2 separate regions of the Mus musculus genome follow, and region 1 is linked to region 2. Evidence: chromatin contacts called from public promoter capture Hi-C data. All regions are on one chromosome and are shown on one strand. The core of a region is the stretch at or near the end of the contact, and the rest is flanking DNA. Distances in the headings are between cores, read along the strand shown.

Region 1 (3,883 bases), core at 767-3,266, 1.2 Mb after region 2:
CTGATGCGTGTGCTTGAACGTAAAACCTCTGGCACTCTGAGAACATGAAGTTGCATTAGACATCAATGGTAGCCCAAGTCTATTAACAGTTCATCTCTGTGTTCCTTAGCTATTTGGGAGGGGTCAGGGCACTCTTAAGTGTCCAGATGCTGGCCCCTTTATTGCAAATCCTTATTTCCTCTCCTCCTCACTTGTTGGTTTTGGCTTACATACTTTCAGGTTTTTTGGTGTACTTATTTTTTTCCAGATTTTTCCCTTATGATTGCTTCTACATTTGTAATATGCTTAAGAAAAAAAAAAAGACTTTCATTCCTCAGAATTACATTTAGGTACTTTTTTTTCATTTTATCTTTAACTTTTATTCTCAGTATAAAACATAATATACAGATCAATTTCTTCAATACAGAAGCCAATTATACTACTTACTCATTTTTCCACTATTTTGAAAATTTTATAGTACCCGAAATACACTTAAAGCTTCTATTATTTGTTTGTTCCTATGACATCTTTTATTCAGCAATTCATTTTTGAAACTATATATCCTACTAGAGTAAAACATTTCTCGCCAACAGGAAGGTGTCTGGAGCTGGATGGCTAGCTAGCCTATCTTGGATGCCAGTGACAGTAGATCCTGTCTCCCAAAACGGACTTAGCAGAGTGAGACAACTCGGCTGACAAAGGTACTTGATCCCAAGCCTGGGGGCCTCAGTTCAATCCCTGCGGTCCACCAAAAAGAACAAAGAAATTCCTCCAATTTTAAAAGGTATTTTCATTGCCTAGAGTTGTAAAATATGCATATATGCCTGTATGCATATATGGTTATATGGTGGAAAGTTCTTAAATTATAATTATATATATATATATATATATATATATATATATATATATATACACACATATATACATATATATAATTCTTATCTGACAATAAGTTTCAAACTAAACAATTATGTTGACCTAATGATGGACCAAACAAAGAGATTACCACTTGATCTAGCTAAATTATTGAATTAAAATACTGGTTTTTTAAAAATTTGAGGAAAAATCACAAAGACTATAGACTTTTTCAAGTTCCTATAAAAAACTACTTCCTACATCCCTGCCCCCAAGGTTTTCTCCTCCCATTCTGTTAATAAAATTCTAACAGGAATCAGACGAGCTGTCATCACCAAGACATTAAGAAAATGACTATAGGCCAGGTGTGGTTTGAACCCCAGCACTCTAGAGCAGAGGGAGAAGCGGGGAAGGGGAAAGAGGAAAGAAAAGAGAGACAGTAGGGTGTGCTGAGGAAAATTACTATAATAGGAGGGCTTGGAGAGGGCACGTACAGCTTTTCATTATAATGGCTGTCAAGAAATGGGTCGAAACCTTGCATTTCTGCAAGCTCGAGGTCAGTCTGGTCAACAAGGTAAATTCCAGGCCAGTCGGGGTTACATACTGAGACCCTGTCTCCAAAAGGGGAAGAGGAAGCTATAACAGACAAGTACATGACATGCCTGTCATTGCTCACGCTGATGTCCAGGCTCAAGACCAGAATTACTCCAAGACATTTAGAATTTGACACTGACACTCTTTCTAAAGATTGTAGCTATGACGAACAACATCCCACCCACCCCCACCCACCCCCCCGTTTTCTCTGTCTTTCCACATGCCAACACTCTACATTCAGCGGGCCTCTAATAAACAAACAGCAGTTGTGGGGGAAAAAAATCAACAGTGTCCTGGAAAAAAACGCACTCGAGGATCCCCATAGTGTCCAAACTCTCACGAGCAAAACGTAGTTTATTTGAAGAGAAACTCCTCACGAACCAAACAAGTACTTGCACTTGCGGGTAAGACCACCGGAGTCTCACAAAGAAGGAGGCCGCCCCGGCACCGTGAAATTCGGGAAGAAAGGGCTACCGGGATCACACACGTTGGAAACGCAGAGCCTTCATCCCCATGCGGACTGAGGGATGGAGGCGGCCCAGGGGGAGGGGAGAAGAACGACTGGTCACGTGGAAGGCCCGTGATCACTGACCGCGAGGGCAGGACAGACAGCTCCGGTTCTTGCAGGCCATGAGGAGGTAACTATTTAAAATGTGTGCAGGCCTCCTTCCCTGGGGGAAAACCCGGTCTCCACGCTGCAGCGGCGCCTCCATCCCGGCATCCTCCGCGCGGACTAGCAAGCGCGCGGCAGCTAAACGTCACTCCCCGCCATCAACCTGGCGTTGCTATGGCAACACAGCTGCCCCAGCTATGTCGCTGCAACCCGCCCCTGCATCGCGGGTGTTCATGGAACTGGTTCCCTGGGCTGACCGGGGCCGGGAAAACCATCCGATCTCGGCCGCGGAGGCGCAGCCGATCGGCCGCCGACCCCACGTCGCGGAGGCCCACCCCGGAGCCCGTGAGGTCCACGTGAGCGGCGCGGCCGAGGTGTCCGCCAGCCCCGACCGAGCGCTGGTGACCGTGCGAGTGAGCAGCACCAAGGAGGTGTCGGCCGAGGCCAAGAAGAGTGTGTGTCGCCGCCTGGACTACATCACGCAGAGCCTCCAGCAGCAGGGGTTTCAGGTGAGACTTCCGAGACGGGGTGCAGAGCGGGTGACTCTGTACCTTTGGGGATGCTTTGTTACCGCAGGATCCATTCTAGGGCGCAATGGATGTTTGACCTTTCCTTCTAGAATCTAGATGAAAGCCGTTATGGGCCGCAGCGAACTTGAAATCAGGAATGCAGGTTGGGTAGGGTTTTTGTTTGTTTGTTTTTGTTTTTGTTTTGAGACAGGGTTTCTCTGTATAGCCCTGGCTGCCCTGGACTCACTTTGTAGACCAGGCTGGCCTCGAACTCAGAAATCCGCCTGCCTCTGCCTCCCCAGTGCTGGGATTAAAGGCGTGCGCCACCACGCCCGTGGTTGGGTAGGTTTTTATCTGGTGATGTTTGCTACAGTGGTTTTGTTATTAAGATTAGAGTGATGAAATGTTTTTTTGAAAAATTACATGTAAATGTTTGCATAAGTAGAATGTTGAACCTTCTCCTCCCCCCTCCCCCCACCCCCCCTCCCCATACACACACTTTGGTAGTTTTTATTCTGCATGTTGAAATAGGTCGGTGAGGAGCCTGAACTGCTTCCATCCAATCAAAGGTTTGTGTGGAGTGGCTCTTCAATGTACTTATTAGCATCTATTTATGGTTTATAATGATCGCCTACCCCAAATTTTCCACCTTTTTAGTTTTAACTTTTTTAAGTCAATGTATGTAGGTGTCATAGGTGAAATATTTCTACTTTCTAGACATGTCTGTGGAACAAATCACTAAATAGGTCGCACCTTAAGCCTCCCTCCTTTTAACGAATGGGGCAAAAATGTCCACACAGCGACTCTTAGGCGTGTTTTAATATCACCACTTTCCAAATTTACGGCAATAAAATAATGCTCTGAGTTTAAAAGAAAAATATTTGAAATCCTGTTCCTGGAACCACAATCGAGATTGCTTCCAACTTTGCCATATTTCAGATAATTAATATGAAAGAAAATTAGAAGCTACAGACAGCCATCTCAATGTTAGCATTGTACAAAACAAGACCCCAGCTGCAGGAACCCTGGTTTTCAGGGGTGACTCTGATTTGGTGAAAGTGCAACCTAGTATTGCTTCTGTCCTAGAAATGTCAGACCTTTGAAAAACTGGTCTTTATTTTTAAAAAGAAAATGTATTTGTGTTGCATTTAAAACCAGAATAATTGAAATGATGGGGTGGGGTTCCCAGCTTATGTTACAGTTTAAAAAATTTAAATGTAAATTGTAAACGAATTTTAAAAATAGGTTTAAAATGTAGAAAACTATCTCCTAAGCAACCTGCTGCAGTCAGTCCTGTTTAAATAATGTAATGAGTTTTTTATGTCATTGACAC
Region 2 (3,725 bases), core at 43-2,542:
TGGTAAATTCAATATATTTAGTATCTCAGATGTCAACTCTTCAATTACCAGCTTTGCCTAGATATGAATAACAGTTAGTGTTTTCATAGGCCATCATGTATTCAATTATATGTATCTCAAAAATTCAGATTAAAGAGGAAAACATCATCATTTAAGGCCATATGACCTAGAACGGAGAATACAATTTAAAACAATTTAGTTGTAATTTCCAACACAGTCTGTTAATCTAATTATGGTAATCTAGTTTGATGTGAATAAATAAAGAAAATATACATTAAAATCTTAATAAGCTATAAGTTGAAAAATAAAACTGTCATAAAATTAACTACAGAGGGGCTGGAGAGATGGCTCAGCAGTTAAGATCACTGACTATTCTTCCAGAGGTCCTGAGTTCAATTTCCAGCAACCACATGGTAGCTCACAACCATCGGTAAAATTATCAGATGCCCTCTTCTGGTGTGTCTGAATACAGTTACAAGGTACTTATATACATGAAATAAATAAATGCATAAAATAAACCTTTAAAAATACCTACAGAAGTACGTAGAATTTTTATAACAAAAAGAGAAGGAATTCTAAGGATTGCTAGTACATGAAAGGTTGAAAAGGAAAGTCAGAGATGAAATAGAAGGAAACAAAAATGGTAGTGCCAGTAAGAAAGACACCAGAAACTATTCAATACATGACATTAATGAAAACATTATGGTGAAGAAAATATGCCTTTTGGTTGAAAGTGCTCACAGTTGTAGGCCAGCTAATAAAAAAAGGCATGCACATAAAATAACCTATAGCGTTCTATTTTCAATATATTCGCACACACCTTTTAATAATTACAGAAAACGGTAAGATAAATACCTTCAACAAGGGAAGCAAAATCTGTTCAATCTTTCTTTCATCAGAACTCCACCACCAAAATATAACCCAGAAGTGTTCACAGACTTCAAGAAAAATGAGAGTCACAAAAGCAGATATTCATATCTGGACACTGTATCCCTTATACCTCAGAAAAACACAGTCTAGAAATGCAAGAAGCTACATAACAATCATTCAATCTATAGGTGAATAAGCACAACAATATTTACCTGAAGCTTTCTGAAAAGATAACAATTCAAGTTATGAACTTTAAAAGTCTTTTAATCTTAATTTTGTTTTTTTTAGTTACTCATTTTACATCCTGCTCACCAGCCCCCTTCTAGTCACCCCTTCCATAATACTTCTTCCATCCTCCTCCAATTCTCTTCTAAGCAGGTCCCCCCCTACCCCTGAATACCCCCATACTCTCTCACTTCAAGTTGCTACACTGCCTCTCCCACTGAGGTCAGACAAGCCAGCCCACCTAGAACATATCTCATGTTCAGGCAACAGCTTTTGAGATAGCCCTCATTCCAGTTGTTTGGAACACACAGGAAGACCAAGCTGTATGTCTGCTACATATGTTTGGGAAGGCTTAAGTCTAGCCCATGTGTGCTCGCTGGTTTCAAATTCTGAAAGTCCCAAGAGTCCACATCAGTTGACTCTGTTGATATTCCTGCAGAATTCCTATCCAGGTCAGGGTCCACAATCCTTCCTCCTATTCTTCAATGTGAGTCCCCAAGTTCTATCCACTGTTTGGCTGTGGGTCTCTGCATCTGTCTGAGTCAGCTGCTGGGTGGAGCCTCTCAGAGGACAACATGCTCCTGTCTGCAAGTATAACAGAGTATCATTAACAGTGTTAGGGATTGGTGTTTTCCCATGAGATGGGTCTCAGGTTGGTCCTCCTATTAGTTGGCCAATCCCTCCGTCTCTGCTTCATATCTATCCCTGCATTTCTTGTACACAGGATAAGATTGGCATTGAAAATTTGACAGAGGGTTGGTGTCTCTGTTGCTCCACTGGGACGCCTGTCTGGCTATAGGAAGTGGCCTCTTAAGGTTCTATTTCCCAAATGTAGTGAGTCACAGCTAAGGTTATCCCCAGTGATTCTGGGGTGGCTCCCTTATCCCAGGTCTTGTCCTGAAGATGCCCCCCTCACCTCCTCACCTCTGTCAGTTGCAGATTTCCATTCATACTCATGGCCATCTAACCATCTTTCCTGTCCTTCCCCACACCTGATCCTGAACTCCTCACTCCCCCTTCCTGCCCTTTCTCTCCCTCCACCTGCCACTTATGGCTATTTTATTTCCCTTTCTAAGTGAGAGTCAAGCATCCTAGCTTGGGCCTTCCTTCTTGTTTAGCTTCTTTGTATCTGTAGAGTGTAACATGGTACCTGCATTCTTTGGCTAATATATACTTACAAGTGAGTACATACCATGCATGTCCTTTTGTGACTGCTTTACCTCACTCAGGATGATATTCTCAAATTCTGTCCATTTGCCTACAAAATTCTTGATGTCCTCAGTTTTAATAGCTGAATAGTATTCCATTGTGTAGATATACCACACTTTCTTTATCCTTTCTTTAGTTGAAGGGTATCTAGGTTGTTTCCAGTTTCTGGCTATAAAGAATAAAGCTGCTATGAACATAGTTGAGCAAGTGTCTTTGTGGGATGATGGAGCATCTTTTGGGTATATACCCAGAAGTGGTATAGCCAGATCTTGAGGTAGAGCTAATCCTAGTTTTCTGAGAAACAATCAAATATATTTTCAAAGTGCTGGTACAAGTGTGCACTCCCACCATCAATGAAAAATTGTTTCCTTGCTCCACATCTTTGCCACCACTTACTAACTCTTGAGGTTTTGATCTTAGCCATTCTGATGAGCATAAGATGGAACCTCAGATGTTTTGATTTGTAGTTCCATAATGACTAAAGACTTTAAACATTTATTTAAGTACTTCTCAGCCATTCAAGATTCTCCTGTTGAGAATTCTTCGGTTAGTTCTATACCCCATTTTTAAATTGGTTTATGTGGGTTGTTGGTGTCTAAATCCTGGAGTTTTTTTGTTAATTTTGGATATTACCCTCTGACAGATATAGGGTTAATGAAGATACCTTTCCAAGTTTTGCAGTTTGATGAGATCCCATTTATCAATTTTTGGTGAAATTCTTTTGGTAGTGTAAATAATGGTTACTAGTTTCTCATTTGAAGTATTTTTTTCATTAGAAATTAATGTATGGGTTGTTTTACTTTAACAAAACTATTTTTATTTTTTTGAAGATTTTTACTAGGCATCTTAGAGCAATGAAGAAACCAATATTGCATGGTCAAAATCATGATTCATTTAATAAACACAACAGGTACATTATTCACAAATTTAGCAGCTGATGAAAGTGAACTCTATCCCCTTTAAGACCATTTACAGAAAAGTCTACATGCAAAACTATAATTCATGCACTAAGGAAAGGAACCTTAAGCACTCCAGATAGGAGAGTTGGCTAGAAGTAGCTTCTTCATGAAACAATGGAGAAAAAAGTTTCAAGCTAAGAAAAACTAGATCAGTGGTTCTTAGTTCCTACATCATGAATTATAATGTTAAGGAACTGATATGCAGAATGATCTTAGGCTACCCCTGTGAAAGAGTCATTTGAACCCAATGGGGTCAGGTCTAACTGCTTGAGGACCACTGAACTAGATTCTGCTTAAAGAAAGAAATTAAAAAAAAAAAAAAGAACAAGGGATGAGAAGAGAGCTAAAAATTACAGATAAGCCTAAGTGAGAAGGACAGAAATGAGGGAAGGTAGCCCAATATAGATTCCTGGAGAGAAGTGGGAAACAGAGGCCACATCTTACATAAATCAGCATTTCCTG

Evidence for each region. Promoter capture Hi-C pulls out the DNA fragments that hold promoters and counts their contacts.
Region 1: a promoter capture Hi-C map of hippocampal neurons shows a contact between it and region 2, with 5 times the contacts expected there. The contact joins the promoter of Irak1bp1 here to the enhancer-like site in region 2. A contact is called at or near these places in 6 of 39 promoter capture datasets (cranial neural crest, frontonasal cranial neural crest, hippocampal neurons and 3 more), 2 of 484 Hi-C or Micro-C datasets (pre-hematopoietic stem cells and tail fibroblasts) and 2 of 115 datasets of contacts at active chromatin or transcription factors (large pre-B cells and stem cell-derived neural progenitor cells).

Annotation. Positions count from the first base shown.
Region 1 is chr9:82,827,790-82,831,672 of GRCm38.p6, forward strand. It overlaps Irak1bp1 (interleukin-1 receptor-associated kinase 1 binding protein 1), which reads left to right and starts at 2,017. Exons shown (of 4, transcript NM_022986.4): 1 at 2,017-2,550. The coding sequence starts at 2,239.
Region 2 is chr9:81,648,814-81,652,538 of GRCm38.p6, forward strand. No RefSeq gene overlaps it. Among named protein-coding and RNA genes, the nearest start is that of Htr1b, 17 kb to the left of the region's middle. Within about 2 kb of position 1,293, at least 1 of the 459 cell types and tissues checked has an H3K27ac peak or open chromatin away from gene starts, as enhancers often do.